Regions from separate parts of the Mus musculus genome. Here all the other regions are linked to region 1. The links are chromatin contacts, called in public Hi-C and Micro-C maps. All regions are on one chromosome and are shown on one strand. Each heading gives the region's core, a stretch centred on a gene start, on an enhancer-like site or on the middle of the called end of the contact. The rest is flanking DNA. Distances are from core to core; before and after follow the strand shown. Region 1 holds the start of Pax3 (paired box 3). Region 2 holds the start of Wnt6 (wingless-type MMTV integration site family, member 6). Region 3 holds the start of Irs1 (insulin receptor substrate 1). Region 4 holds the start of Ihh (Indian hedgehog).

The links. Hi-C and Micro-C count contacts between places; a contact is called where the count stands out from the background.
Region 2: a Hi-C map of embryonic stem cells shows a contact between it and region 1, with 5 times the contacts expected there. The contact joins the promoter of Wnt6 here to the promoter of Pax3 in region 1. A contact is called at or near these places in 4 of 39 promoter capture datasets (cranial neural crest, embryonic stem cells and second pharyngeal arch cranial neural crest) and 6 of 484 Hi-C or Micro-C datasets (embryonic stem cells and epiblasts).
Region 3: a Micro-C map of embryonic stem cells shows a contact between it and region 1, with 17 times the contacts expected there. The contact joins the promoter of Irs1 here to the promoter of Pax3 in region 1. A contact is called at or near these places in 8 of 484 Hi-C or Micro-C datasets (LSK cells and embryonic stem cells).
Region 4: a contact with region 1 is called in a Micro-C map of embryonic stem cells, with 6 times the contacts expected there. The contact joins the promoter of Ihh here to the promoter of Pax3 in region 1. A contact is called at or near these places in 2 of 39 promoter capture datasets (cranial neural crest and embryonic stem cells) and 4 of 484 Hi-C or Micro-C datasets (all in embryonic stem cells).

What each region holds. Positions count from the first base shown.
Region 1 is chr1:78,194,110-78,200,584 of GRCm38.p6, reverse strand. It overlaps Pax3 (paired box 3), which reads left to right and starts at 3,449. Exons shown (of 8, transcript NM_008781.4): 1 at 3,449-3,920; 2 at 5,099-5,334. The coding sequence starts at 3,836. RefSeq lists cis regulatory regions at 2,120-2,342, 2,498-2,730, an enhancer at 2,120-2,730 and a promoter at 1,895-3,885.
Region 2 is chr1:74,769,191-74,776,000 of GRCm38.p6, reverse strand. Wnt6 (wingless-type MMTV integration site family, member 6) reads right to left here and starts at 4,109. Exons shown (of 4, transcript NM_009526.3): 1 at 3,779-4,109. The coding sequence starts at 3,855. It overlaps Gm29539 (a long non-coding RNA gene), which reads left to right. Exons shown (of 3, transcript XR_373524.4): 2 at 283-458; 3 at 832-1,058.
Region 3 is chr1:82,287,391-82,293,999 of GRCm38.p6, reverse strand. It overlaps Irs1 (insulin receptor substrate 1), which reads left to right and starts at 2,561. Exons shown (of 2, transcript NM_010570.4): 1 at 2,561-6,609. The coding sequence starts at 3,507.
Region 4 is chr1:74,946,895-74,953,744 of GRCm38.p6, reverse strand. Ihh (Indian hedgehog) reads left to right here and starts at 2,073. Exons shown (of 3, transcript NM_010544.3): 1 at 2,073-2,845; 2 at 5,180-5,441. The coding sequence starts at 2,531.

The DNA.
Region 1 (6,475 bases), core at 2,200-4,699:
CCATCGTTGGTGTGGTGGTAGTATTGCTACTCCACCGGTTTAACCCACACATTCACCAGCAGGTAACCTTGCATCTGTTCAGGAAGCTCACGACGTGAAATCTGGAGTTTAATTTACTCCTCAGGAGTGATCAGCAGCCTTTTTGTAGGAGTGAGGGTTTCTCCGCAGCTGTTCCACTGTTTCCTGCCGCCCGGCGGCGCAGTCAAGCAACCTCTACCCCAGCCCACTCCCTTGCGTGCGCCCATTCCTGTCTCAGCGATTCTCCCAACAGACCCAGAAAGGACGCAGTAGCTTTGGCAACCAGCTTACTCTCAACGTTCTCTATCAACACTATTGTATAGACTATAATTCCCGGTTCAAGACTTGCATCCTCCTGGAAGAAAGGTGATCTCTGAGCGGCCTAGATAACTTCATGCTCGGAATCGAGATCCCCAAGTAAGACGAAAACATCAAGAACAATGTTGCCATGTCAGGGCAGAAGCCACCAACCTGGGAACTAAGAATTAAGTATAGTCTTCAGGCTTGGACTGTCAGTCTAGTCGTTGTTACTTGAAACACTTCTAAAGTGTGTGTGTGTGTGTGTGTGTGTGTGTGTGTGTGTGTGTGTGTGTAAGAAAGAGAGGGGGGGGCTACAGGAGTCAACCACAATGTCCCCTTCTTCATCCCTACTTGTTGCAGGGGTTAAATCACACTACTTTTTGGCCCTCAAGACTCAAAATTCATTTTTTAAAAATATGTAGGTGACAGGGATGGATACAAGAATTGTTCGCAAGACTGTTGCAGGGACTTCCCTGGACACATGTGTGGTCTGCTCTGAGCCTGAACACTGCTGACCAAACCTGGGTTCACCCTCCAACACCTTCTGCCTGCGCTCATTTGTCCAATTAGTGGCTGTACTGTGGTCAGATTCAGCACCTGGACTTGGACTTGGTAGCCCAGTGGGGCAAGTGGTATGAACCGAGACTCCTACTTTAGGCAGTTGGCATAGGGTGGTTTCAGCTTCAGGCATATGGAAGGGGGTTGGGGGTAAGAGGAAGGCCCGGTTTTGTTTGGCAGGTTGGGTGCTCCTGTGGAGAGAACCTCAGCGAGTATCACTGTCTTGGCTGTCGCCATGAAATTTTAGAAATGGCTCAGCCGTTGTGGCTGGGTCCTCTCAGTGCCCTCAGAACCCCTGGGATCTTGTGTGTGGAGGTGAGTTGGCTTTTATCCTTTGGTGGAACTGGAGAGTGCTAGGTAAGGGGAGAAGGAAAACTCCGTCACGGTTCTTGCCCACGACCCATCCTGGCTGCCTCTGAGTAGACATTTTCGTAGCAGGTGGCAAGTAGTCTATGAATGCGCTTCTCAGCTGGCATCCATGAGCTGTTCAACAGGCAGTACTGCGGAGGAAGTGTCCTAGAGAAGTGTCTGAACCCGGAAAGGTATCTGCAGCCGCCCATTATAAACAAGTTACCCTTGTCCAGTAAGAGCCGCCTTCTGAAGAGCTGGGGTCATGCCACTGAAGTCTTGGACAAAAAAAAAAAGAGGCGACTCATCCCCACAGGGTTCTAACCCTCAGGAGGGGTCCCTTTTCACTGAGTGTGCAGCCTGAATTTAACCACTTGAAATACACCTCTGGTCCCTAGTCTTCCCACTGATTAAAGCTGACCAGACAAAGTGCTAAACTCGGCTCTGCTCAACTTTGAGAGGGCAAAAATCTTGGAAAAGTCTGGTTCCTCAGATGGCAAGGGTGTATGGTGCTTTCGAAAACAAGTACCCAAACTTTGAAGGACTCCAGACCAGGGGTAGGGGGAAAGGAAGTGAGAAAGTTTCCCGCCTTGACAAATTGAATTATTTTATATAAAACTTGGTTAAGCAGCTCTGCGGGCCAACAGCTTCTGGACTCTCTCTCCACTGTGAGCTCTAATGCTCCTCCCCAAATGTGGGTGGGTGGGGGTGGGGTGTCCAGACATTTTCTGGAGTCCCCAGAGGCCCGTCTCGCCTGCTCCCAGGGTCGATAAGCCCTTTTGACTTCAGGGGGAGCAAAGAGCTACCCAGCTTTCTCCACTGGGAGTGAACTCTTAAAGGGCCAGCTCAGGGACTTTGAACAACTACACGCACGCCCCCCCCCCTTGAGTTTGCCTTAATTAGGGGGTGGGCAAGTAGGATTGGGGGCCTGAGTTCACATCAAAACTGTCAAAGGAGATGGGGGGGGGGAGGACATGGAGAGAGGGTTGGAGGATTCAGGGGCAGGAAAAATTCAAATATCATAAAAAGAAAAGGGAACTTGAAGCCCAGAAGTCATTGTTTCCTTTATTTCAAAGGGGAAAAAACCTGCCTGATTCTCATCCTTTTGATTGATTAAGGCCCTGAATACCTCTCGGCCCCAGAGTGACAGTCCCTGAATAGACTTGAGGGAATAAAGAGCAGCGCAGAACGTGGGGCTGGCACGGGAGGGGGGTGTAAGGGAGGAGTGTTCGCTGGCACTTACCAAGTTATAAATAAAAGGCTAGGCACAATGGTACCTTCTCTAAGGACAGACAGTCTTTACAACACTCCTGGCGTCATATCCTGCTGGGGACACTTCAGCTCCTAGCCAAGACGTTGCTTCTTTTATTTTTCCAGCAGTTTAGTCTGAATGCCATAATAAATTCCTGAGAACAAACGCTGCACCCGGGCAAAACCTCAACATATAGATGCAAGTGCATCGGGGATGAATGTGTACGTGGAGATTTAAAGTCCCCGCTTCTCAGAAGGGTTTTTAAACCAAGAAAAGGAGCTGGCTTCCCCATTGCTTGCAACTTGGAGCCCAGGGGAGGCCTAACCTCTTCAGTCTCTGTCATGGCTATGCCACCTGTCTTTCATTCCCAGCCTAAGAAAGACAAAAGGACCTTCTGGGCACATCTTGGACTCTTCCTGAGAGATGCCTTTCTGGGAGGCTCACATAGGGAGCTCAGGCCCAGAGGCAGACCAGAGAAAGGAAAAGGAAACACATCCGGAATTCTCTGTGCCCCTTTCCAAATTTGCTCCACCGCCATCTCCGTATTAGTAATCCCGAAGCGAAATCCACAGGTGAAAAGCAGGGGCAGACAGAGGAAATAAGGGGCGGATATAGCAAGGTTTCCAGAGAAAGGCGGAAAGAGATTAGGACAGAGTAATAGAAAACCAAGATGATCAAGGCTGAATCTCATGTAGAGGGACAGGGACACCGCGAGCCTTTTTCCATCCTCACTGGCTCTTGCCACCCAAGCTGCCTCTCCTAGTTTCAACCTGTCCACCCTTCTCTTGAGAAAGGGACACAGAGCTAGTCCCCCTCTGGGTCGGCGGAGGCCTGGGGACCGTCAGGGATGGGAAGAGAAAGTAGCTTCTGTCGCCCAATCAGCGCGTGTCTTTGCCACCCGGGACGGTCTCCTCCTCGGCCAATCGCAGCTCAGGGCTCCTGATCAAGCTTTGGGTGAAAGAACTAATAAATGCTCCCTAGTCCGGATCCCTGCACTCGGTGTCACGACGGGAGGAGACTTGGGACGTGTTCCTGCCTCGTCACCACCCTCCCTCACCCGATCTTCGCGGTGCAGTGAGCACCTTTGCCAGTAGCCCCAGCTGAGGGGCCGATCTGCTAGACTCGCACCAAACTCGTCCGCCCTGGGCTTGGGATCCTGCACTCAAGGGACTCCTCTGGAGCCTGTGGACTTGGATCTATTAGCGCCCCCCTCCCCGCGCCCCGCCTCCCTCTCTGGCCTTTTTTGGGGGAGGAGCTCTCCGAGATCCGGAGAGTTCCCGAGGGTCACCCGCCGCACTGTGCTCGCTTTTTCGTCTCGCCTTCACCTGGATATAATTTGCGAGCGAAGCTGCCCCCAGGATGACCACGCTGGCCGGCGCTGTGCCCAGGATGATGCGGCCCGGCCCGGGGCAGAATTACCCACGCAGCGGCTTCCCGCTGGAAGGTATGTTAGGGCCTCAGCTCGTCCGGATCCCCGGGCCTGGGATTGGCTGCCGCACCCCAATCCTGGTCTCCAGGGCCTCCACTCGTGCCTTACCGGGAGCCTCTTCCCGTGGTACTTCTCAACCCAAGAAGCAAAAGTGGGGAGGGGGTTCTCGTGGAGAGCGGGAGAAGCCCCATTTCACGTTCTGGCTGCAAACGGAGTGCTAAGCTCACTACAAGCTCTCGGAGCTTGCCTGGCCTGCTCCTGCCGGCTCCACTTTGCCCTGTTGTTTCGGAATTGCTGCCGTGAGAAAGGTGAACAAGCTTCGCAGCGCCGGAAGCAAGTTCTCTTTCTGTTCACCTAAAGTTGCTACGAAATTGTGCGGGCTGCGTTCACTTTTGAATAACTACTATTAGTTCGGCAAGAATTTTCCTGCTGTGAAAAATTCTGGTGGCCCTTCCTAGTTGAAAAGTTTTAGCATTGATTAGCAAATTCCACTCAACTCAAGTGGCATCTCGAAGTTTCTAAAATGGTTGGCAATGCCTTTCGGTTTGCTTAAAGGTGCTGGGAAATTTCGGGGAGGTAGAAATTACTGCAAACCCGAACCCGACCAAATAATTTGGGAAGTAAAAGCAGGAGACTGGGGTTCTGGAGGAGCCCTTCGACCTCGATCCAGAGTAAAACGTGACGTGCAAGGGCGGTCATTTCGGCAGTGGTGTCCACAGCTAGGCTCGCTGCCATTTTTATTTTTTAAGTGTAACAGGTGATACCTGCTGTCACCTGTGTCTCCTTTCGGGAGCCTCCCCAACCCTTGCCTACTATACCCTTATCGGGACCTCTGCCTTCTCAGGACTTTGAGGCAGTTATCGCAAGACATTTTAGACATCAGTCCTAGGTCTCCCTCCAACTTGCAGCACAGCCCCCCTCCCCCAAATAAAAGAGAAAATACAGTTTCTCTACAGCCAGTTACCTCATTCCGATCGCTCAATTTCCAAAAGATTATATGACCTTGCATCGGGTAATTATTTGAATAAATAGAACCTTAAGGGTCCGGGACTGGGAGCCCAGAGCTTGGTGGTTTGTGTTTTAACTGTCACAGGCAAATTGGCCAGAAGGATGCAGAATTAGGTTCTTTTTGCTGCTTTCTATTCTTCCTAAATGACTTTCTCGGGCTCTCTCCTTTCGCCATCTCTTCCCAGTGTCCACCCCTCTTGGCCAGGGCCGAGTCAACCAGCTCGGAGGAGTATTTATCAACGGCAGGCCTCTGCCCAACCATATCCGCCACAAGATAGTGGAGATGGCCCACCATGGCATTCGGCCTTGCGTCATTTCTCGCCAGCTTCGCGTGTCCCATGGTTGCGTCTCTAAGATCCTGTGCAGGTACCAGGAGACAGGCTCCATCCGACCTGGTGCCATCGGCGGCAGCAAACCCAAGGTGAGCCCGGGACCTGGTTTCGTGGACTTAGGGCCTGTGATCCAGCGGGTCCAGAGTGGGCGCGTTCTAAAGAGAGCAAGGGACTTTCAAAGGGCGCTAGTTTTCAAATCTAGGAAGGAGTGTGTGTGTGTGTGTGTGTTTGTGTGTGTGTGTGTGTGTGTGTGTGTGTGTGTGTGTAGAACTCAGTTGTTATGGTTGGTGGTGGTCCTTCTACACTGAAAAGGGCTGGCACTTTTAGCAAAGGAAGATTAACTTTAGATTTTAATGCCTGGGAGCATTAGAGCCCTCATCAAGTTATTTCCCCGATTTCCAACTTCCCACAGAGTCTTCCCACTCACTGCACTGCCTTCCTAGTATGAAGTTAAACATCTCGGTTTAATTCTTGGATAGTTTCTTTCCCAGCTTTGAATCTCCCTCCCTTGCAAATTGTTCTCAAGAAGTCAAAAGTCAGGGCTGTTAAGATGTGTGTGTGTGTGTGTGTGTGTGTGTGTGTGTGTGTTTTAATAATAAGCCTCTTGACTCCATTAAACAAATCAATTTGGTGAGATCCTCGATTTATTTTAGTTTTCTTTGAAAAAGCAAAAAAGTTCTGCTGGCTAGGGAGTGGGAAGAGATCATACAGGGTCTGCCTTCTCTTTGGATTATTCAGAGAGGCCGGTATAATTTTTTTTTTCTAGTTGCGGCGGGTGTGTGTGTGTGTGTGTGTGTGTGTGTGTGTGCAAAATCAAATGGGCTATATGGCACACTGAAGACTCCCAAACACAATCCCTCTCCCTCCCTATTTTCTCTCCTAATCTGAGAATCTTAGGACACAGTTTTTATTTAAGTGGGTGGAAGAGTCATCCTTTCAAATTATCCATGTTTGTCTAATTGAAAACAGCATCGACGACAACAACAACACAAGAACCTGGATACATACACGTCCTTTTAAATCTCACCCAAATCTGCCCTTAGCTTAGATCTGATCTCCATGGACCTTATCTAATTTGATTTATTTATTTATTTATTTATTTATTTATTTATTTATTTATTGCTGCTTTTTCAAACGTTCTCCTTTTAGTTTCGTTTTTGTGCGGATTCCGAGAGGATTTTCTAGGTACCAGAAAGTACAATCCTCCCTCACCTCCAAGCTGTTAGATTT
Region 2 (6,810 bases), core at 2,860-5,359, 3.4 Mb after region 1:
GGCTGGTTGCTGCCCTGCCCCATTCCCTCCACAGCTGCACTTCCCCATCAAAGTACACATTCTGGAATCCCCCTTGCTGGGCCCTGGTGATGGGGCCTCCCTCTGACCTCCAGCCACCAACTCCTGGCTTCAGATGAGAATGGGGCAGAAGGGAGCCTCACCCCCCAGGAAATGTCACAGTGCCAGGACTCTGGTGGGCCCAGGGCATGCTCTGGCCGGGATCAAGCCAGCCTCCTTTTGCCCCTGCCCTTTTCTGCTCACAGCCTCATTGTCTCTCTGAAGGGGAAGCTGCCAAGGCTGAGTGAGGCCTGGGAAGGGATTGGATAGCTACCCCACCCCCAAGCCATCCCTACTCTAGGGCTTGATGAGAGCCAGCATCAGCATTGACCAGGAAGGGTCAGGAGCCCCAGATCAAGACAGAATGGCCTAGCGACCAGGACCAACGTGAACACACAAAGGTACGGCAGAGAGTAACTAGAAAACCTGAGCATCAGGAAGAAGTCTGGTCTTTTTCCTGTCTCCCTGTGGGGTCAGCAGTGAGGCTGTCCTTAACCTTTAGCTCTGGCTTCTTTTCCATAAGGGGGGGAGACAAAGTGGGATGGCTAGGGGCAGATTAGGCGGCTTCTTCCTAGTGGACAGGGGCTGGGGGGGGGCAGATACGTTTCTTTCACAGGAAAGGTAAAACATCGAGAGGGAAGAGGAAGAGAGAAGGGAGATGATCTATTTGGCTTTTGATGGACCAAACGTGGAGAGGGGAGCAGGGAGCAGAGGAGGAGGGTGAGCTGGTGACCTGGGAGCCAGAGTCTCTTTCCTGCTTCGTTCTCTGGACAGGATTCTTGCATAGGTTGGACAGCCTGGAGGCAGGGGCTGAACAAGATGACCTCAAGAGGGCCTGGCCAGTGTCCTGGAATCTTGGATTCTGTGATTCACAAAGATATGGTTACATTGGAGAAATACACAGAGGCTGGCGGCAGAGTTTAGAAGGCATGCATTTGCTACATAGCAAGACCCTGTCTCAAAACTAAACAAGAAAAATTAAAAATAGAAATCTTGCGTTGCACTGGGAGGAGGTGGAGTGGAAAAGAAAGGTGAAAGAAAAACTTCTTTGGAACCAGCAGCCTGGTCCCTGAGCGAATCCAAGGCCTGGGCCACTCTCCAGGACCTTCTTTTAGTGACCTGGGCAGTCAAGTCACTCAGAGGCCCTGGAGTCCTCTTGGCCCCTATCCTGACCACAGCTAGATTGTGGAAATGGCTGCCATAGATCACACTGCTTTGCTGACCACCCATGGAGTTTCTGGCCTGGCCATCATCCTGAGAAGGAAGGGAAAGAAGGTGGTCAGTGATGCAGGGCCTGAACCCCAGTCCTGAAGAACCCAGCTCTAACAGGGAGGAGGTAGGGTAGAAAATGTCAAGAACTTCAAGCTAACCACCCAACACGATCTACCCGCTAGCCCATACCAGGAGGCCTACGTTAGGACAGCAGCATCAGCAGAGAGGCAAAGACCATGTGAAAGTCAGCCTGGGCTCAGACCAAAGGAATTAAGTGTCAGAAATAGACAGAGAGGGGCCGAGGCAGGTGGGAGGAGCAGGTTCTCTCGGAGACACATCTGAGAGAAGCATTCGCTGGTCATCTTATCACCCTGGCCTCTCACTCTTCACTGCAGCTGTGGCCATGAAGGCCCCTGTGTTCTCCCACACCTGCCCTCCTCACCTCCTCCCCCACTCCCAGATTCGAAGCCTCAGGGTCAGTCTCCGGAGGGCCCAGGCCCCTCTGCCGTTGGCTTGGCTCCCACCCAGCAGTCCTTCCTGAACAAAGGGATCTTCACAGATACAAATCCAGAAAGCAACACTCCATAAACCTGTGTCCAGCACCTAGACTAACCGGGGCTTCTAGGGCTCTCCAGACAAAGGCTTTGCCTTCCAGGAACAGGGCAAAAACATTCCAGAGAAGACAATTGTCAGTAAAGTGCGGTAAATGCATAGTTGCTTAGGGCATAATGGGAGCCTCAAGGACAGGGTGGTGGTGGTGGGGAGAATGACAGCTTCATGGAGGAAGTGGGATTTTAATTGTAAGAAAGAACAATTTAGACCAATGGGGGAGGAAGAACGAGAGAGAAAGGATAGCACTGTCCTACATATTGAAAAGGGGCAAAATTATGAAAGGTGTGTAAGTGGGAGGAGAGAGAGCGAGCGAGCTCACGGCCAAACATTACTTTATTTTTATTTTTTACTCTTTATTTTGAATTGAAAGTAACCCCACTTTTCATCCTAAGGAGACCTGGGAGATGAGAGGCTGGACTGGGAAGAGGGCTCCTAATGTCAGATCATTTTATAGATCTTCCCCCACAGCCCTCCTGGCAAGCCTGCCACATAGGGAGATTGTTCTTTAAAAGCTGAGAGTTTGTAGGTCAAGGTGGGAAAATGATTCACCCAAGACCACAGATTAAACTGGGATTAGATACATCTGTCAAAACTGCTAAATACTGCGTTGCAGCAAGAACTCAAGGCGCATGTTTCCTAACCCGAACCTGGATCTTGTATTAGCCCTCTCACTGACACCCACGAGGATGTCTTTCCCGCGTCGCGGAAGGATAGCGGCCAGCAGCTTCCTGTGTGGGCATAGTACTCAATCTCTGTTGAAGAGAGGGATGGGCCTGCCCCACCCCTGGGTCCAAAGCCGCGAAGGCGGGTGAGAGGGCTGAGAGGGTAGAAATTCAGCCAATGGCGGGGCTATATGCAAATGTAGAAGTCCTTGCTTTCTTAGGGTTGGCTAATCTATCAGCACTCTTGCCCAAATCCCTCCTCCTCCTCTCTGAACACTGAACTATTCCGGGCGGGTGTTTGTGGCTCTAAAAAACTAAGAGGAAAAAAGTCTTGAAGATTTGGATCTGAGTTGTCCTGGCGCCCCCCACCCCCGCTGCCCCTCCTCTGTCCTTCCCCTCAAGGCTCAAAGCTTTGGAAACCCTCGAAGTCTAGGTGTCTGCTCTGGCTAAATCCCAGAGTTCGGATCTGAGAATTTACCCCATCTCTCGGCTGGCCAGGCTCCTACTGGCTTCATCAGATCGCTCTCAAGAGTTCCTACACCTCCTCCGCTACACATTAAAAAAAAAAAAAAAATTCCTTACTTCCCAGTTCTGGAAGAGAGGGCCTCCGGGATCTCCCCTCTGTCTTTCTTACTCGCTATGGGAAAAGCAGAGAAGTCAGAGTCCTGACTCAGTTTCCCCATTTGCATTCCCTATTCCTGTACTACTGCCAATGCTGAAGGGGCCAGCAATGGTGAGGTGGTAGGCAATGAGGCGCGGGCAAGAGGCAGCCGTTTGACTCTCTCTGTCTTAGAGCTTTCCACCTTGTTCCTGTCTGTTCCCCAAATCTAGCTCGAGGGCCCTTCTCGCCCGTCCCCACCCCTCCTCACCCCGTTCTCACCCAATCTCTCACTATGGATTTCATGATGTCCAACAGCTCTTCCCTACCTATCTGCCAACTCCTTGATGATGCGAATTGGACACATTTCTTTGGGGGAAGGAAGACTATACGGGAAGAAAACACAATAGAGTATCCAGGGGTACAGAACGTCAAAGTGGCACTTCAGAAGTGCTCGGGCAGAGACCCGAAAGGAACTGTCTGCGAGGGTCCCGGTGCAACCTCCCGATAGCTGGGATCCTGGAGCGGGTAGAGCCTGAAGGCAGCAGGATCGCTGTGCCAAGTCCCAAGACTGGCTCTGGGTCCCCACCCTCTGGTGTTTGGAGCTGCGCGGGAGACAGTCCCACTCAGCACTCACCACCACAGTCCATCGACGTGCGCGGGGCACAAGAGCAGCAGCAGCAGTCCGAGGCGGGAGGGCACCGGCGGCAGCATCCTGAGAGCTCTACCGCAGTCTGGCCGGGGAGGCGGCTGGGGGTGGGGAGTGAAGCTGCGGGGTGAGCCGGGGCGCGCGGGCACCGGGCTTCAGGGCAAACGCGGCGACCGAGGCGGCGGCCCGGAGACTAGGGCTCCGGCGGCGGTGGCGGCGGGGGGGCCCATCCCGGGCGAGGAGGGCGCGGCGGAGGCGGAGAGCGGACCCAGCAGCCAGCGCCTGTGTCTCCTGCGGAGCTCGCTGGAGAGAAGAAATCAGAGCCGGGGGCGGGGGTGGGAGGGGAGCGGGGCCGAAGCGTGGGCGGGGGAGGGGGACAGGGGGGCCACGGGGGTGGCAGTTGCGACAGTCAGGCGGCGGGACTCTTGGGAGGGAGCCGTGCGCCCCGGGGCGGCGGGCGCAGAGCGCAGCGGAGGGCGGGTGCTGGGGCGGGGCCGCGCGCTCACGGGTGCGGGTCCCGCCCGCCTGCCCCTCTCCTAGCCTCTGCGGGGTTGTCCCCTGCCATCCCTGGACCTGGGGCATGGAGGGGCGGGATGAATAGTCGAGAAGGGTAAGGGGGGGAGGGAGGAAGAACTGGGGAAGGGGGACTGGCTGGGAGACGTTTGACAGGTTTGTTGACTGTAAAGAGAGAAAACTTCCCAGGAATGAGGGAGTTTGGGGGGAGGGAACAGTACGTAGGGATATACAGATGGGGGCCAGGGAGGAAGTCGGCCGGGGGCGCAGGATGCTCGGTAGAAGGCTGTCCAACTGGATCGCCAGCCCAACGAACTTAGGAGGCGTTACCAACTCCCGCGTCTTTTGCCCCTTCTTCAGCCTCTGTCCCAGCAAGGGAACGAGCCCGAGGCCTGGGTTCTAGCTCCCTAGCCTTGCAGCCGCAGCCAGCCGATGTTGGGGGCGGACAGTGTGGGGGAGATAAGACAGCAAGTGGAACCTCTCCAGGGCCTGCGCTCCAGTATTCGCTACTCATAAACGTGGCGGAGGGCCGAGGTTGCTGACTTCCAAGAGAAGAGGGGTCAGCGCTGGCTGTGGTCAGGTCTCACTTGTCCGCGGGTTCCTGGAGCCTCAAGTTCCTCCCCCAACTTGGCCAGGGCAGAAGGGGTGGGAGAGCCAGCTGCAGGTGAGATGGCGTTTATCTGATTCTCTAATGCCACAAAAATGTCTTTGATGCCCCTGACCCCCTCCCCACGGGGGGAGATCAAAGGCCTCGTGGGGAGGAGGGACAGCTCCATTCATCAAGCCAAGCGGCTGGCAGCGGGCGGCAGCCTCTGCTGCTCTGGCCTGGGGCAGAGGCCCCCCGACGTGCCCCAGGAGTGCAGAGGGACAGGTGGTGCGGACATTCCGAAGCAGGAGCCAATTTCCCCGCCACCGCTATCTAGAGGGCCCATCAACCTTAAACAGGGGACCTTAAGCCCACGTGGCAGAAATTTCACACCAGAGGGGAAAGTTCCTTGTCGTTTGGGGTGGGGAGGAATTTAGAAGTGGAAACGGAGAACAGTGCCAAGATAGACAAACACCGCTGGTGAGCAAAGAGGAGGGCCGGTCCAGAGAGTCGTCCAGAGAGTGGGGCAAATGGGCAAAGATGAGACTGGGGGACCAGAAAGAAGGCAGGAGAAGGCCACAGATGCCTACATCAGGAGGGGGAGCAGATCTGAGGAAAGAAGATGAATAGCAGGGAGAAGGGATGGAAAAACCGGAGCCTAGACACAAACAAATAAGGCCTTGGGTTTTCTGGGAGTCCTAATGAGGATTCTGGGTGTCAAAGGTCCTGAATAAGGAGATTTGCAGAGTGTGAGGCCCTCTGGGGAAGGAAAGGAGCAGAGAGAGGAGACAGCGCTCAGCCAGACACTGGACCAACCTACGTTTCTTCCTTTCTCATGCACTGCACCGCTCCAGCACATAGCAATTTTGTACACAGCCTTTCATACTAGTACTAGTGCCAAGCACTGTGGACACCACCACACCCGTGGGCATAGCTCATTCAAGGATATACCAGGCCGAGTGAATACTGGGGCTAGAGTTGGTGCCAACCTGGCAGCTAGGAGGTGTATGGTGTCTCCAGAAGGTGCAGGTGGGCCAATGACCAGCTCCCTGGGATCCAGTGTCTTAGTTTCAAGCCCCTTACCCAGCCTGCTACTGTTATTGCAGATTATGAAATGCTCTCCCTGTCCTGCATTCTTCTCTGAGGCAAGAATTTTAATGTATTTGTCTTTGTCATCAGGGGACCTGGGCTCTGGGATAGCCCTGAGAAGGGAGCGCCCCAAATCTACTCTTTGTTGATTCCAGACCCTAGGCTTTCTTGGTTCTCCAGCCTCCCCACCCCACCCCCGTGTCCCCCGTGTCCTATCCCTGCCCCCTCGCCCCCCCCCCCCAGACACCGTCTCTCTGTGGGGTGGATAAAAATGATGTTATTGAAACAACAGAATTGGGAGCAGTGGCAGGGAGCAGGGATCAGCTCAGGAAACTGGGGCGTTTGCCAAGAAGCCTGCTCCCCCGCAGGCAGCCTTTCTGCCCCCACCCCCCACCTTTCCTCTAAACACACACAGTTGGTCCCACCCCTCCTGCAATGTGCTCCAGCCAGATCTTGCAGAATCTTTAGCCATCCCTGGGCTCTCCTACCCTTCATCCATCCTTCCCCACCAGAGTCCCACTCCAGAATCACTTGACAAACACTGCCTTGCAGAAGCATCAGAACAGGGAAGGCCAGGGTAGACCTTCTGGAGCCCCTGTTCCAGAACTTTGGTTCCAAGGTATTGGCATTTGTCATCTGGGGAAACCAGGGTCTGGGATTACCCTGCCTTGCCCACAGGTGCTCCCCATAGGTGCTCCCCATTTATGTATTATCAGAACAGAGACAGATTGAACACCTTTGTCTTTTTTGTCCCCTCAAACCTTCAGAGACACAAGTTTGGAGGGTCTGGAAAGTGTCAAGTCACTGTTACCTTAGTAGATTTTTTTCCCCC
Region 3 (6,609 bases), core at 1,312-3,811, 4.1 Mb before region 1:
GAAACTCGAGTGAGTTGTGTGTGTGTGAGGGTATGTGTGTGTGTGTGTTAAACTTCACTGATTGGTGAGCAGTTTGTTACAACGATCTGGTTGTCTGTGTCTGTGTGTCTGTCTGTGTACATAACTGGGGATCCAATCCAGGGCCTTGGGCACCTCAGAGCAGATGGTCTACTTCTTCTTCAGTCAGAATAACATTACTTTTATATCATAAACACCCTAATGTTCTGTGAAGATGACTTATAAAAATCTTCCAAATTAAATTGTTTTTTTTGTTGTCTCCTCCTTCAAGAAAATACTTTCCTCCATAAAGGTACCTCCTTTTTCCCCCTCTCTCTTTTTTGTTTGTTCTTGGTTGGTGACAGAGGTCAGGAAGGAAGTAATTTTAAAAGTTAAAGTCTGGATTTGAAGTGCTTTCCTACATAATGCGAGGTCCCCTCCCTGTGGACTAATCTAGATTAAGCAGTTGCTAGACTAGACTAGCTGTTTATTCCCCCCCCCCCCCCACACACACACTGTTATTCTGCTACACTAACTTCAGATATCTCTAGTTGCTATCCTCCCAACCCCTAATGCATTTCAAATCTTTAGAGTCCTCTTCTTGCTATTGCAGTCTCCGTACCTTTTCCAAATTACTTGCTATTTATAGCCTTCCTGTAGTGGGCACATGTGCCCGCATCACCAAGCTGTCAGAGGGGAAAAATGAAGGCTATCAATTCAATGTGTACCGCATAATCCATTAACCAGGTTTAGGAGAAACTGCATGATAAAGGAGGTGAAAAGAGAAAACAGAGGCTCCTGAGCTTTCGAGAGGAGGTGACACCTACAGATGCGGAATACCCCAATTCAAGTACCGCAAGCATCTGAATGGCGCCAGTGCCTACATCTGTACCCTCTCCCTCTCTCCCCTTTACCGCATCTGTGCAAGACAGGAAAGACAGGCAACTCCACCAATCAGCAGGCTGCCCCAGGAACCTCACCCCGCCTCTCTAGCCGCATTATGCTGAGGCGCGCAGCCCCCTTTACCCATCCGCTCCTCCCCTACTCCAAGCCAGGCAGTCTAGTGGATTGAGCATGCCCAGCACCTTTACTGCTGCGTCTCACTGCAAACAACCTGCAGTGCTGGAGAGCGGGAGGCTGAGAGGGTTCCTGGCTTAGGAAAAGAGGTGGAAAACTAGAACCGCCCATGGCTAGAGTAGAATGGCTTTAAGCACTGGGAGCAACGTCACATTTGTAGGTCTTTAATGCCGGTTGGGCTAGACAGGGACACCCTGCTTGATTTATAGGTCATCTTAAAAAGAAAAAGAAAAAAAAAAACTTTGGGGAGCGTCTGCTTGTGGTGAGACTAAGAAATAGGCTTTGCAAAGAGGCTGCTGACCCGTTTTCATCAAGAAGTACCCATTTTCCTGTGCAGCCTAGCCACTTATCCTTGTCTCCCACTTATCCTTGTGGTCAAGGTTAAAAGTGTATAGGGTCGTCTAATGCTCGTGCAAACTATGAAACAAACATCTGCTAACATATACACAGTAAGGGTGTACACTTAGGAACTCTCTGAAGGTCCTTTACATCTTTAAAAAAAATCACAAATAGACTTACGAATGTGATAAGGGGTGCCAGGTTTCCTCCAGCCCCCGCCCCCCACCTTTTGCACTAACTAACCCTTAAGTGTGAATCCCTCTTCACCTGCATGAAGGAAGAGAAATGGTGACTTTTACATTTTATTTCCTTAGTGATCAGCGGCTAATAGTGCCAGGTGTGAGATCCCAGGTCGCGATTCCGAGAGACCCTAACCTAGCCAACAGTCATTGCCCTTGGGCGTCCCTCTCTGTTTCTTCCAGGTGCTTCACCACGGTACGTCCGGAGATTCCAGGTGGAAGACTGGCTCAGAAGTCCTTTAGAAAATCTTACAAAAATGTAGATCTCCCTACCAGGGCCTCTCACCCAGACACCGACATCCAGCTGCCTCCCGGGGGTCGCCTTTACCTGTTGGGTGAGAGCTAGCAGGTCACCCGCGTCCCCTCCGCCCCAGCGCCCCCACCCTCTCGGGGCTCTGCAGCCGCAGTGCACCCCCCCTCTCACTGCCCCCTCCCTCACTCCTGCGTCTTCCCCAGATCCCCCCCTCCCGTTTTCCCAGACTCCCCTCCTGCTTTCCGGTAGCCACCCAAACAAGCCTGCCCTCCCGCCGCGGGGATTCCTACGGGCCGGGGGCGCTCTGGGTGGCACGGGCGTGGGAGACACAGCGCCCCGGGCTCTGCCGGCCACGCAGGGGCGCTGCCCGAGCGCTGCAGCAAAGGGCCAGCGCGGGCGCCTCTGCGGCACGGCCAGGGGGTGGAGAGGGGCGGGCGTGGGGCGGGCTCGGCCCGGAATGTAGAGCGAGCAGGGAGAGGGAGAGAGACCCGGGCTGGAGCCTCCCGGCGGCGGCCAGGCTGCTGAGCGCAGAGGCTCCGTCACGTGTTTTGCTCCTCTGGAGTGAGACGGCGGCGCGGTCTGAAGAGGGCCAGCGCGCGGTGCCAGCCGCCGCAGCCGCCGCTTGTTTTGGTTGGGGCTCTCGGCAACTCTCCGAGGAGGAGGAAGGAGGAGGGAGGAGGAGGAGGGAGGAGAAGGAGGGAGGAGGAGAGAAGTAACTGCAGCGGCTGCGCCTCGGGAGGACCGGGCGTCTTCCCCGATCTCTTCCCAAACCTCCCCCGCTCCCCGCCTCCCTCCCTCGTCCCCTCCCCTCCTCCCTTGCGGACTGGAGCTAGGGGCAGGGATGAGCCTGTCCCTCTGGACCGTCCCCTGCTCCCCCAGCTGCCCAGTAGCGTTGCGCGTGGAAAAGCCACTTTCCCCGCCCGCCGAGATGGGCTCGAGTGCGGGCTGCAGAGGACGCGTCCTCGGGCGGCAGCAGCAGCAGCAGCAGCAGCAACAGCCGCAGCGCCGCGGTCTCTGCGATTGAGCTGGTATTTGGGCGGCTGGTGGCGACGGGGACGGTTGAAGGGTGGGAGGAGGCAGAGGAGGAGGAGGAGAAGGAGGAGGGAGAACCCGGTGCAACGTTGGGACTTGGCAGCCCGCCTCCCCCTGCCCAAGGATATTTAATTTGCCTCGGGAATCGCTACTTCCAGAGGGGAACTCGGGAGGGAAGGCGCGCGCGCCTAGAGAGCCAAGCGGGGACTCCTCGGGCCATCGCTGCCTCCCTACATCGGACTCGACCAGGGGCGGCAAGGGATGCACCATAGCTCCTTCTCTGCTGCAGGGACTGGGGGAGACATAGTCCTCGGAAGATTGCGGCTGCACTCACCCTAGACCCACTGCCCTTCCCTCTGGGCATGAAACGCCCTTAAACTCGGATCAGGCTATCTTCCTTGGCGCAGTTACCTCGTCCTTCGGCTGCCCCTCCCCAGCTCCAGGAACAGCGTGAATTTTGGAGTCAGAATTTCTGCGAGCTTCCTCCAGCCCGGAGTGCATGTGCGGGGCCGCACTGAGAAGCCACCCCTCACCCAGTTTTTCAACACCTCCCTCTGCTCCGCAGCAGCATGGCGAGCCCTCCGGATACCGATGGCTTCTCAGACGTGCGCAAGGTGGGCTACCTGCGCAAGCCCAAGAGTATGCATAAGCGCTTTTTCGTGCTGCGGGCGGCCAGCGAGGCCGGGGGCCCAGCGCGCCTGGAGTATTATGAGAACGAGAAGAAGTGGCGGCACAAGTCGAGCGCCCCCAAACGCTCGATCCCCCTCGAGAGCTGTTTCAACATCAACAAGCGGGCTGACTCCAAGAACAAGCACCTGGTGGCTCTCTACACCCGAGACGAACACTTTGCCATTGCCGCGGATAGCGAGGCTGAGCAAGACAGCTGGTACCAGGCTCTTCTGCAGCTGCATAATCGGGCAAAGGCCCACCATGACGGGGCTGGAGGAGGCTGCGGCGGTAGCTGCAGCGGCAGCTCTGGCGTTGGAGAGGCAGGGGAGGACTTGAGCTATGACACGGGTCCAGGACCCGCGTTCAAGGAGGTCTGGCAGGTTATCCTGAAACCCAAGGGCCTGGGTCAGACAAAGAACCTGATTGGCATCTACCGCCTCTGCCTGACCAGCAAGACCATCAGCTTTGTGAAGCTGAACTCCGAGGCAGCCGCTGTGGTGCTGCAGCTGATGAATATCAGACGCTGTGGCCACTCAGAGAACTTCTTCTTCATCGAGGTGGGGCGTTCCGCTGTGACAGGGCCTGGCGAGTTCTGGATGCAAGTGGATGACTCCGTGGTGGCCCAGAACATGCATGAGACCATTCTAGAGGCAATGAGGGCCATGAGCGATGAGTTTCGCCCTCGCAGCAAAAGCCAGTCTTCATCCAGTTGCTCCAACCCCATCAGCGTTCCCCTGCGCAGGCACCATCTCAACAACCCTCCACCCAGCCAGGTGGGACTGACTCGGAGATCTCGAACTGAGAGCATCACTGCCACCTCCCCTGCCAGTATGGTGGGTGGGAAACCAGGTTCCTTCCGGGTGCGTGCCTCCAGCGATGGCGAAGGCACCATGTCCCGTCCAGCATCAGTGGATGGCAGTCCTGTGAGCCCTAGCACCAACAGGACCCACGCCCATCGGCATCGAGGCAGCTCCAGGCTGCACCCCCCACTCAACCACAGCCGCTCCATCCCCATGCCTTCTTCTAGATGCTCACCTTCAGCCACCAGCCCAGTGAGTCTGTCATCTAGTAGTACCAGTGGCCATGGCTCCACTTCAGACTGTCTCTTCCCGAGGCGCTCTAGTGCTTCCGTGTCCGGTTCGCCTAGCGATGGCGGTTTCATCTCTTCTGATGAGTATGGTTCTAGTCCCTGCGATTTCCGAAGTTCCTTCCGCAGTGTCACCCCAGATTCCCTGGGGCACACCCCACCAGCCAGGGGTGAGGAGGAGCTGAGCAATTATATCTGCATGGGTGGCAAGGGAGCCTCCACCTTGGCTGCTCCCAATGGCCACTACATTTTGTCTAGGGGTGGCAACGGCCATCGCTACATCCCAGGTGCTAACTTGGGGACAAGCCCAGCGCTGCCTGGAGATGAAGCCGCGGGTGCAGCAGATCTGGATAACCGGTTTCGAAAGAGAACTCACTCCGCAGGCACATCTCCTACCATTTCCCATCAGAAGACCCCCTCACAGTCTTCAGTGGCTTCTATTGAGGAATATACAGAGATGATGCCCGCTGCCTACCCACCAGGAGGTGGCAGTGGAGGCCGACTGCCCGGCTACCGGCATTCCGCCTTCGTGCCCACCCACTCCTATCCCGAAGAGGGTCTAGAGATGCACCACTTGGAACGTCGTGGAGGCCACCACCGTCCAGACACCTCCAACCTCCACACTGATGATGGCTATATGCCCATGTCTCCTGGGGTGGCTCCAGTGCCCAGCAACCGCAAAGGAAATGGGGACTATATGCCCATGAGCCCCAAGAGTGTATCTGCCCCACAGCAGATCATTAACCCCATCAGACGCCACCCACAGAGAGTGGACCCCAATGGCTACATGATGATGTCACCCAGTGGTAGTTGCTCCCCTGACATTGGAGGTGGGTCCAGCAGCAGTAGCAGCATCAGCGCAGCCCCTTCTGGGAGCAGCTATGGGAAGCCATGGACAAATGGAGTAGGGGGGCACCATACTCATGCCCTTCCTCATGCCAAACCTCCTGTTGAGAGTGGTGGCGGTAAGCTCTTGCCTTGCACAGGTGACTACATGAACATGTCCCCAGTGGGAGATTCCAACACCAGCAGCCCCTCAGAATGCTACTATGGCCCAGAAGATCCCCAGCACAAGCCGGTCCTCTCTTACTACTCATTGCCAAGGTCCTTTAAGCACACCCAGCGCCCTGGAGAGCCAGAGGAGGGTGCCAGGCACCAGCATCTTCGTCTCTCTTCTAGCTCTGGACGCCTTCGCTATACCGCAACTGCCGAAGATTCCTCCTCTTCTACCAGCAGCGACAGTCTGGGTGGGGGTTACTGTGGGGCTAGGCCAGAGTCAAGCCTCACACATCCCCACCACCATGTCTTGCAGCCCCACCTGCCTCGAAAGGTAGACACAGCTGCACAGACCAACAGCCGCCTGGCTCGACCCACAAGGCTGTCCTTGGGGGATCCCAAGGCAAGCACCTTACCCCGGGTTCGAGAGCAGCAACAGCAGCAGCAGTCTTCCCTGCACCCTCCCGAGCCCAAAAGCCCAGGAGAATATGTGAATATTGAATTCGGGAGCGGCCAGCCTGGCTATTTAGCTGGCCCTGCAACTTCCCGTAGCTCTCCTTCAGTTCGATGTCCACCCCAGCTCCACCCAGCTCCTAGAGAAGAGACTGGCTCGGAAGAGTACATGAACATGGACTTGGGGCCAGGCCGGAGGGCAACCTGGCAGGAGAGTGGTGGAGTTGAGTTGGGCAGAATAGGCCCTGCACCTCCGGGGTCTGCTACGGTTTGCAGGCCAACCCGTTCGGTGCCAAATAGCCGTGGTGACTACATGACCATGCAGATAGGTTGTCCTCGTCAAAGCTATGTGGATACCTCACCAGTGGCCCCAGTCAGCTATGCTGACATGCGGACAGGCATTGCTGCAGAGAAGGCGAGCCTGCCTAGACCCACAGGAGCTGCTCCTCCTCCATCCTCCACAGCCT
Region 4 (6,850 bases), core at 824-3,323, 3.2 Mb after region 1:
AGCTGGGTTTAGGCTTCTCTAATACTCAAACCTTCTCAGCCAGGCTGATCACTTAGATGCAGGCACTGAAGATGTGTGCACTTCAAGAGGCACCCTGTGGAGGTTTACCTGTTGCAAACCTCCTATTTGTAATAGGAGCTTTATCTAAATAGCAAAATTTCCACAGTTACTTCTTTATTCCTCTGAGCATAGGTTGCTGGTGGTAGTGGCAGTGGCTCTGTGTGTGTGTGTTCATGCACACATACACACACACACATACACAAGCACACTGAGGATTGAACCCAGGTCCTCACACATGCTAGGTACCTGTTTATGTCTGAAATACATGCTTTCATGCCCAACAATTATTTCTCTCGTTTTTTTTCTTTTACCAATTTTTTACAATTGCAAGCTCTGAAAAATAACCCTGAGATTACTTTACATGCTAGGCTACATCTAGAAATTGAGCCCAAAGACTTGGGAGTTTCATTTGGTGGAATATCCCTGTGTTCCTAGCAGACATCATTCCAGGCCATCCAGGGCTACATAGTGAGACTTTGTCTAAGAGGTAGAGGTGAGAGGCTGGAGAATGTCTATACTCCAAAGCTATCTTTTTCTCAGGACACAATGGTGCTTTGAGATCTGAATCCCGAGCAAGGCAGTAGTGGCACCTTGTAAGTGCGCGTAAACCCTGCACGTGAGAAGCAGAGTTAGGAAGGCCAGTAGCTCAAGGCCATCCTCAACTCTGTGGCAAGGGATCAGCCTGGCTACCTGAGAGCCTCTTTCAAATACATGAGCAAAACAAATGACTTGAACTTCAAATATAGATCATCACGGTTTCCTTTGGTAGAGGAAGGTGCACGCGCACGTGTGTGTGTGTGTGTGTGTGTGTGTGTGTAGCATCATGATTTCTCTAGCATGTCTAGCATGGTGGTACTACTCCCCTGCCATCCCAGCACTCCGGAAATGGAAGCAAGAGAATCCAGAGCTCAAGGCTAGCCTGGACTCCGTAGGTGAGAGACTCCATCTGTAAAGAAAGGAAGGGGTTGAGGGTGAGGGTGAGGGAGGAAGATTGAGCTTTCTAATTATAACTTTATTAAATTTGTGGAACCCGTCGCAAACAGCACAAGATTTGACATTGTGGTGGTGATCTGTGCCCGTTAACACACTTGCGTCTTCTGGTTTGGGCAGTATAGATTATAATTCATCTGCCTTCCTGGATGTTCTATTAAAGTGCACAACCCTCATTCGCTTCCCGGGCAGTCTCTGCAGAGTCCGTGGCTTCTAACACTTCTGAAGTAGGACGAGGAGGAGCGAGTGATTCCCAGGCAGTGCCCGTCTGCAGGTGGATTGGGATCCGTTTGTTTGTTTGCTTGTTTGTTTGTTTGTTGTTTATGCAGCACGCTCAGTGCTCTTCCCTCTCTGTGGATGTCCCCACTTCAGGCTGTTATTCTGTATGGCCTTTCTCCCTTGTTTTTAACAGTGTTTCCAGTCCTATTTGACTCCTGACAAGGCTACATTGCCTCCACCCGCATCCCCTAGTTCTGTACTGGGCAGTATAGGGTCCCCAGCTGTGCACCAGGTCAATACAGAACCCTGCTCCTCCAAGCTGAGAAAGGGAATGTTGCCAGGGCCAGGGTGGGGCACCAGGTTATGAATGACCTCCAGCTTTCGGGTTTGCTTCTCCGCAGGGGACACCGTAGGCGGTTGTGCGGTCCGGCCACTACCCCCCTCTTGCGTCCGGCTGCGACGTGGGTTGCGGTCTCCGTGGGGGTGGCATCTCCTGTCCAGGAGATTTGCGCCTGGTGGGGCTCCCAGGAGCCGCAAGGAACGGGAAGGAGAGACCAGGGTGGGGTGAGGCCCGTCAGGAGGACAATCGCAGGCAGCGCAGGGGGCGCAAAGGGCAGCGGGCGGGTGGACGCGCGGCTGAGGAGCGCGCGGGACAGGGCTGGCTAGCCTTGGGGCCGCCCGCCGGAGGGGGAGGAGGCTGTGCTGCCCTTGCTGCAGGTTCGCTGTCGAGCGCGCAGGAGGCAGGGACATGGATAGGGTGCGGTCTGCGCGGGTCCCGAGCCCGGATCTCTTCCATTTCCCCTCTCACTCGACCCCGGGCTGCGCCGCAGACGGCAGCAGCTCCCGCTCTGCCCGAGCCGCCTGACCGCCGGGCCGGGGTGCTAACCGCGGGTCCCTTCAGTCCGCCGGCCGGGCCAGCCCAGCCCAGCCCGCCGGCCCTCAGCCCCGCCGCCCGCCGCCCCCCGCCGTCGCCGCGTTGCCAAAACAAACGGGCCGGCCTATTTATTGGCGGCCGGCGAGCCGGGCAGCTCAGAGTCGAGGCGCCGAGGGGGACAGCACGCCGCCACCAGCCAGGGCCCCGGGCCCCCGCCCCGCACCTGAGTCCCGTCGGCCTTGAGCCGCGTCGCGCTGCCCATGGCGCCCCCGCATGGAGTCCCCAAGAGCCACCCAGACGCCTGAGTCCCCGAAGCTGTCCCAGCCACGCGCCCACCTATCAGCCCACCAGGCGCCCTCGCCCGCTGCTCTCCCGGGCTACCCGGCCATGTCTCCCGCCTGGCTCCGGCCCCGACTGCGGTTCTGTCTGTTCCTGCTGCTGCTGCTTCTGGTGCCGGCGGCGCGGGGCTGCGGGCCGGGCCGGGTGGTGGGCAGCCGCCGGAGGCCGCCTCGCAAGCTCGTGCCTCTTGCCTACAAGCAGTTCAGCCCCAACGTGCCGGAGAAGACCCTGGGCGCCAGCGGGCGCTACGAAGGCAAGATCGCGCGCAGCTCTGAGCGCTTCAAAGAGCTCACCCCCAACTACAATCCCGACATCATCTTCAAGGACGAGGAGAACACGGGTGCCGACCGCCTCATGACCCAGGTGAGCGCGATCGGTCCTCCCAGCGCGCCATCGAAGCATCGCCACCTGCCCGGCCCTATCCTCTCTTCTAGCACCTTTTTTCTCGACTGCCTGGCACGCCCCCTGGCACCTGCCCTTCTTGTGAATCCCGGGTGTCTTTCTGCCCAAGATGGGCTGGCCAAGGAACCCCGCGGGAGTGTTAGCATCCGGGATCCCGCCCGGTGTCTTTGAGAGGAGCTTTCTGCCGCTGCCAAGCCCCGCAGGTTGGCGGGCGGCCCCTCTGCCCGCGAGTGCTGGCAGCTCAGGTCAAATCTGGAACTTGAAGGTACCTGGACCTGGCTGCCTCTTGTGCCTCCGGGAACCACGAAATCCCTCTCGGCCTAACATTTCTCACAGCCCAGCCCTGGTCATTACGAAGCCGTTTGGCATCCCTGAGGCGAAGAAGCTCAGGACACCGGGGACCCCGTGGCCTTCCCTTCCCTTGTGCCCTTGGTTAGCTGCGCTGCCCTCTCCTGGAGCAGCGACTTGGCTGGTTCTGGGCTTAAGGAATAGCAGGGGAAAGAAAGTCGAATGTGGAGACAGAGGTAGGAAAGGGAACCAGCCGAGGGAGCCCACGTGTCTGTCGCGAGGGCTGAGCGGCGCGGTTGCGGTTAAAGGGTGGGGTGCTGGAGCCTTCAGGCTCTGAGACCAAGCTTGGGGAATCCTTGAGCTTGGTAGCACGGACAAGAAAGATTGGAAATAGGAGTAGGGATGCCTAGGAAGGCAGGGAGCAGAGCTGACACTAACTTATCTCTGCATGCACGGAGCAGGACCCAACTCCACCAGACATCAAGGACACACACTTCTTTCTCCGAAGTCTGGTGTGCCTTGGGAAAGATACACACCCCTTTCCGCTAGGGTCTATCGGCTCTTCCCCTGTTAGAAGACTGCCTTTAGGAAGAGCAGCTTAACCACGGCCTTCAGCATGCGCCCTGGCGCCGGGGCCGGCCGGCCGATGTCGGGGCCGAAGGTTGGCCGGTGGCCGGGCCGGGCTGGGCGCCGAGGAATGCAGATAAGGATCCGGGCCACAGGCTGGGCAATCATTGACAGCGAGGGCCCAGGCTCTGTACCCGAAGGAGGGGGTAGAGGGGAAGAGTCAGGCGGCAGCTGGCTAGTGAGGTTTAAGAACTCGATCACAGGGATCTAGAAGGAGCTACCAGAACCGAGCTACACCCCCGGGCGGTGGGGGTGAGGGCAGTGAGCACCCTCAAGCCAGGCTGCACAGTATGGATTTAGTCACTGTTGGCTCTTGAGGTTAAGTCCAAGGGTCTGTAAGGGCCTAGGCTCTGTGGGGGCAGAGGTAGGTTGATAGATACTTGGCGGGATCTCACACCTTACCTAGGTGTTAAAGACTAGTGGAGGGCTCCTTCCTCGTAGGTGGAAACTCCACCCCCTTCCTTCAGTCAAGTGCACGGTCCCTTGGGCAAAGGACAGGGATTCATGAATAGGCAGCCACTGATGATCCCCCTAGGGTGTCGCTGTTCAAGGAAGATCCAAGGATTCAGGGCCAGTTTCTTGAGATCATAGGCTCGGTTATTTCTCCATCCTTTCCTAAATAGGGACACTACACCCTGGTGGAGGTGGGAGAGTTTACAGGTCCCTTCTAGGGGGTCTCCCTGTGTCCAAGTCAGAGAGGAGGGGGACTGGCTCTCTGCCTGAGGTGTCTCCAGCTAAGCATAGGCAGGTGTGGGTTCAAAAGAAGGTTCCAACGGGAACGTTTCGTGTCACTTGCTGGCGGAATCTAAGAAGAACTAGAAATTTCTACCAACCCTCACCCCCACCCCCAGATCCGGGCCGCTGTTGGGTCTGCACCTGCCGTACTGGCAGGGCTCGGTGTCTGGTGGCCTCAGCTCTGAGGCTGCGGTGACACCTACTGGGCACCTTTGGCCTTGCATGCCCAGCAGGCCAGCCCGCAGGCTGTTAAAATTTCCTCCCTCGTGACAGACAACCCACCTTGATGCCTAGGTAAAACCGAGCAACCGGGCCCTGGAAAAGCATAGCTACCCTTGTGGCGAATCCAAACGCCAAGCAAGTGACAGGGAGCCAAGTGGATCTCCACAGACTGGAGAAGAGTCCCCTGAGAGTTCATGACTCCATGCGTCCTCCAGATCCGTGGCGCCACTGTGTGGCCTAGGTCCCTGGGGACTCAAAGCTGCTAGACTGGGAGAACACATTTAGAGTCCTCTACTCCTAAGGGAAAAGGGCAGAGGTCCTTCCAAGTTTTCCAAGTCCCATGAGTGCTGTCGAATCTTCTGTCACCTGCTCCCCACCGGGTGGCTTCCTTTCCCTAACTTCGAACTTCGTTCCCCTCCACAGCGCTGCAAGGACCGTCTGAACTCACTGGCCATCTCTGTCATGAACCAGTGGCCTGGTGTGAAACTGCGGGTGACCGAAGGCTGGGATGAAGATGGCCATCACTCAGAGGAGTCTTTACACTATGAGGGCCGCGCGGTGGATATCACCACCTCAGACCGTGACCGAAATAAGTATGGACTGCTGGCGCGCTTAGCAGTGGAGGCCGGCTTCGACTGGGTGTATTACGAGTCCAAGGCCCACGTGCATTGCTCTGTCAAGTCTGGTGAGCCGCTGCTGCCGGGGGGCTGGGCCCGGGGCCGGGGCCGCAGGGAGTGGGCAGGCAGCGCAAAGCCCGCTAGGGCCAAGGAGAAGATGGCCTCCGGGGGATGGAGGCGGGGACCCGAGGGAAGAGGATTTCCGAGGCGGCGGCGGCGGCGGCGGCGGCAGCGCTCCCTGCAGCTGCTTTGGACTGCTTGCTCCTCCCATGTCCGGTAGTGTCCCGGCAGGAGCCTAGAGAGACAGGGCCTATTTCCCGAACCACTGAGTGCTGACCTGGTGGTCCACAGCCCAGAGACTGCCACAGGAAGTGCAAGACAGAACAAGTTGAAGAGATGAAGGAAGCCAGGTTGGCAGGCACCACTGTCCCCGATCCAGGCCCATGCAGAACAAGGCATGATGGGGCTAGGGGCCAGAGTGTGTCTAGACATCAGAGTGCCCGACCAGAAGCCTAGAGTTTCAGAATCTACCACGCAAATGCAGGTCAGGCCTCCCAGAGGGGCGCAGGCGTCCCCAATCTCCTCCCCAGAGCCCCAAAGCTGGACATTTTGGAGGTAAATGGACTCAATAAAGTGGATTTTTCCCAGATTGGCCGCCTTGTTGATCAGAACTGGCAGGCACTGGAGCCTTGCCCCTCATCCCCAGTCTCACCAGTGTCCCTGTCACTTACACTTAACCCACTCACAAATGCTTCACATGGTTCTGTGGGTCCCACTCGACTGCACACCCCCTCTACATAGGACTATATAGTAGTTGCACTCAAAGACTGGCACACTAGACTTTTTTGGGGGGGTATTTTTGATTCCCCCGGGTTTCACAAGGGTGATCCTACCTACTACCCCCACCCACAACCTGACCCTTCCAACTGTGTGTACCTAAAATCATACCCACTTCATCTATAAACACCGGTCCAAAGGTCAGCTCGCCAAGTGGCCCATCCTGTTCATTACTCCTGACTCCAAACGCTGACCTCCATTCCACCATCTGACGCCACTATGTCCGCCCCCGCCCCCCCCCCCCCCCGCATAAGGGACCAACATATGAACTGAAAATGATGGGCTTTGTCCTTGTCGTTGCCCCACCCCCTGAGCACTCGATCTGGGGATGCTTCAGGAGCCTGTTTTTTCCACGGGTCAGCTCTGTCACAGTCCTTAGAATGCCACTCTGGGAGGGCCATTTCTTGGAGGTATTTGATCAAGTGGTAGAACAGACCCTAGCAAAGCTAAGCCAGCTTCTCTATTTCCACAAGGCTCTCTTGGGTTCAGGTCACAGTAGCAGCTTTGCTGACCTCCAGCCTCTGGAATTCACGACAGAATCTAGTGGGGACATCATCTGGTGCTCCAGCCCCTGTGTGTTCCTCTCAGTGGCTAGGGTTTGGGCTAGAGAGAAGAAGGGCAGAGGATCAAGCTATGGGTT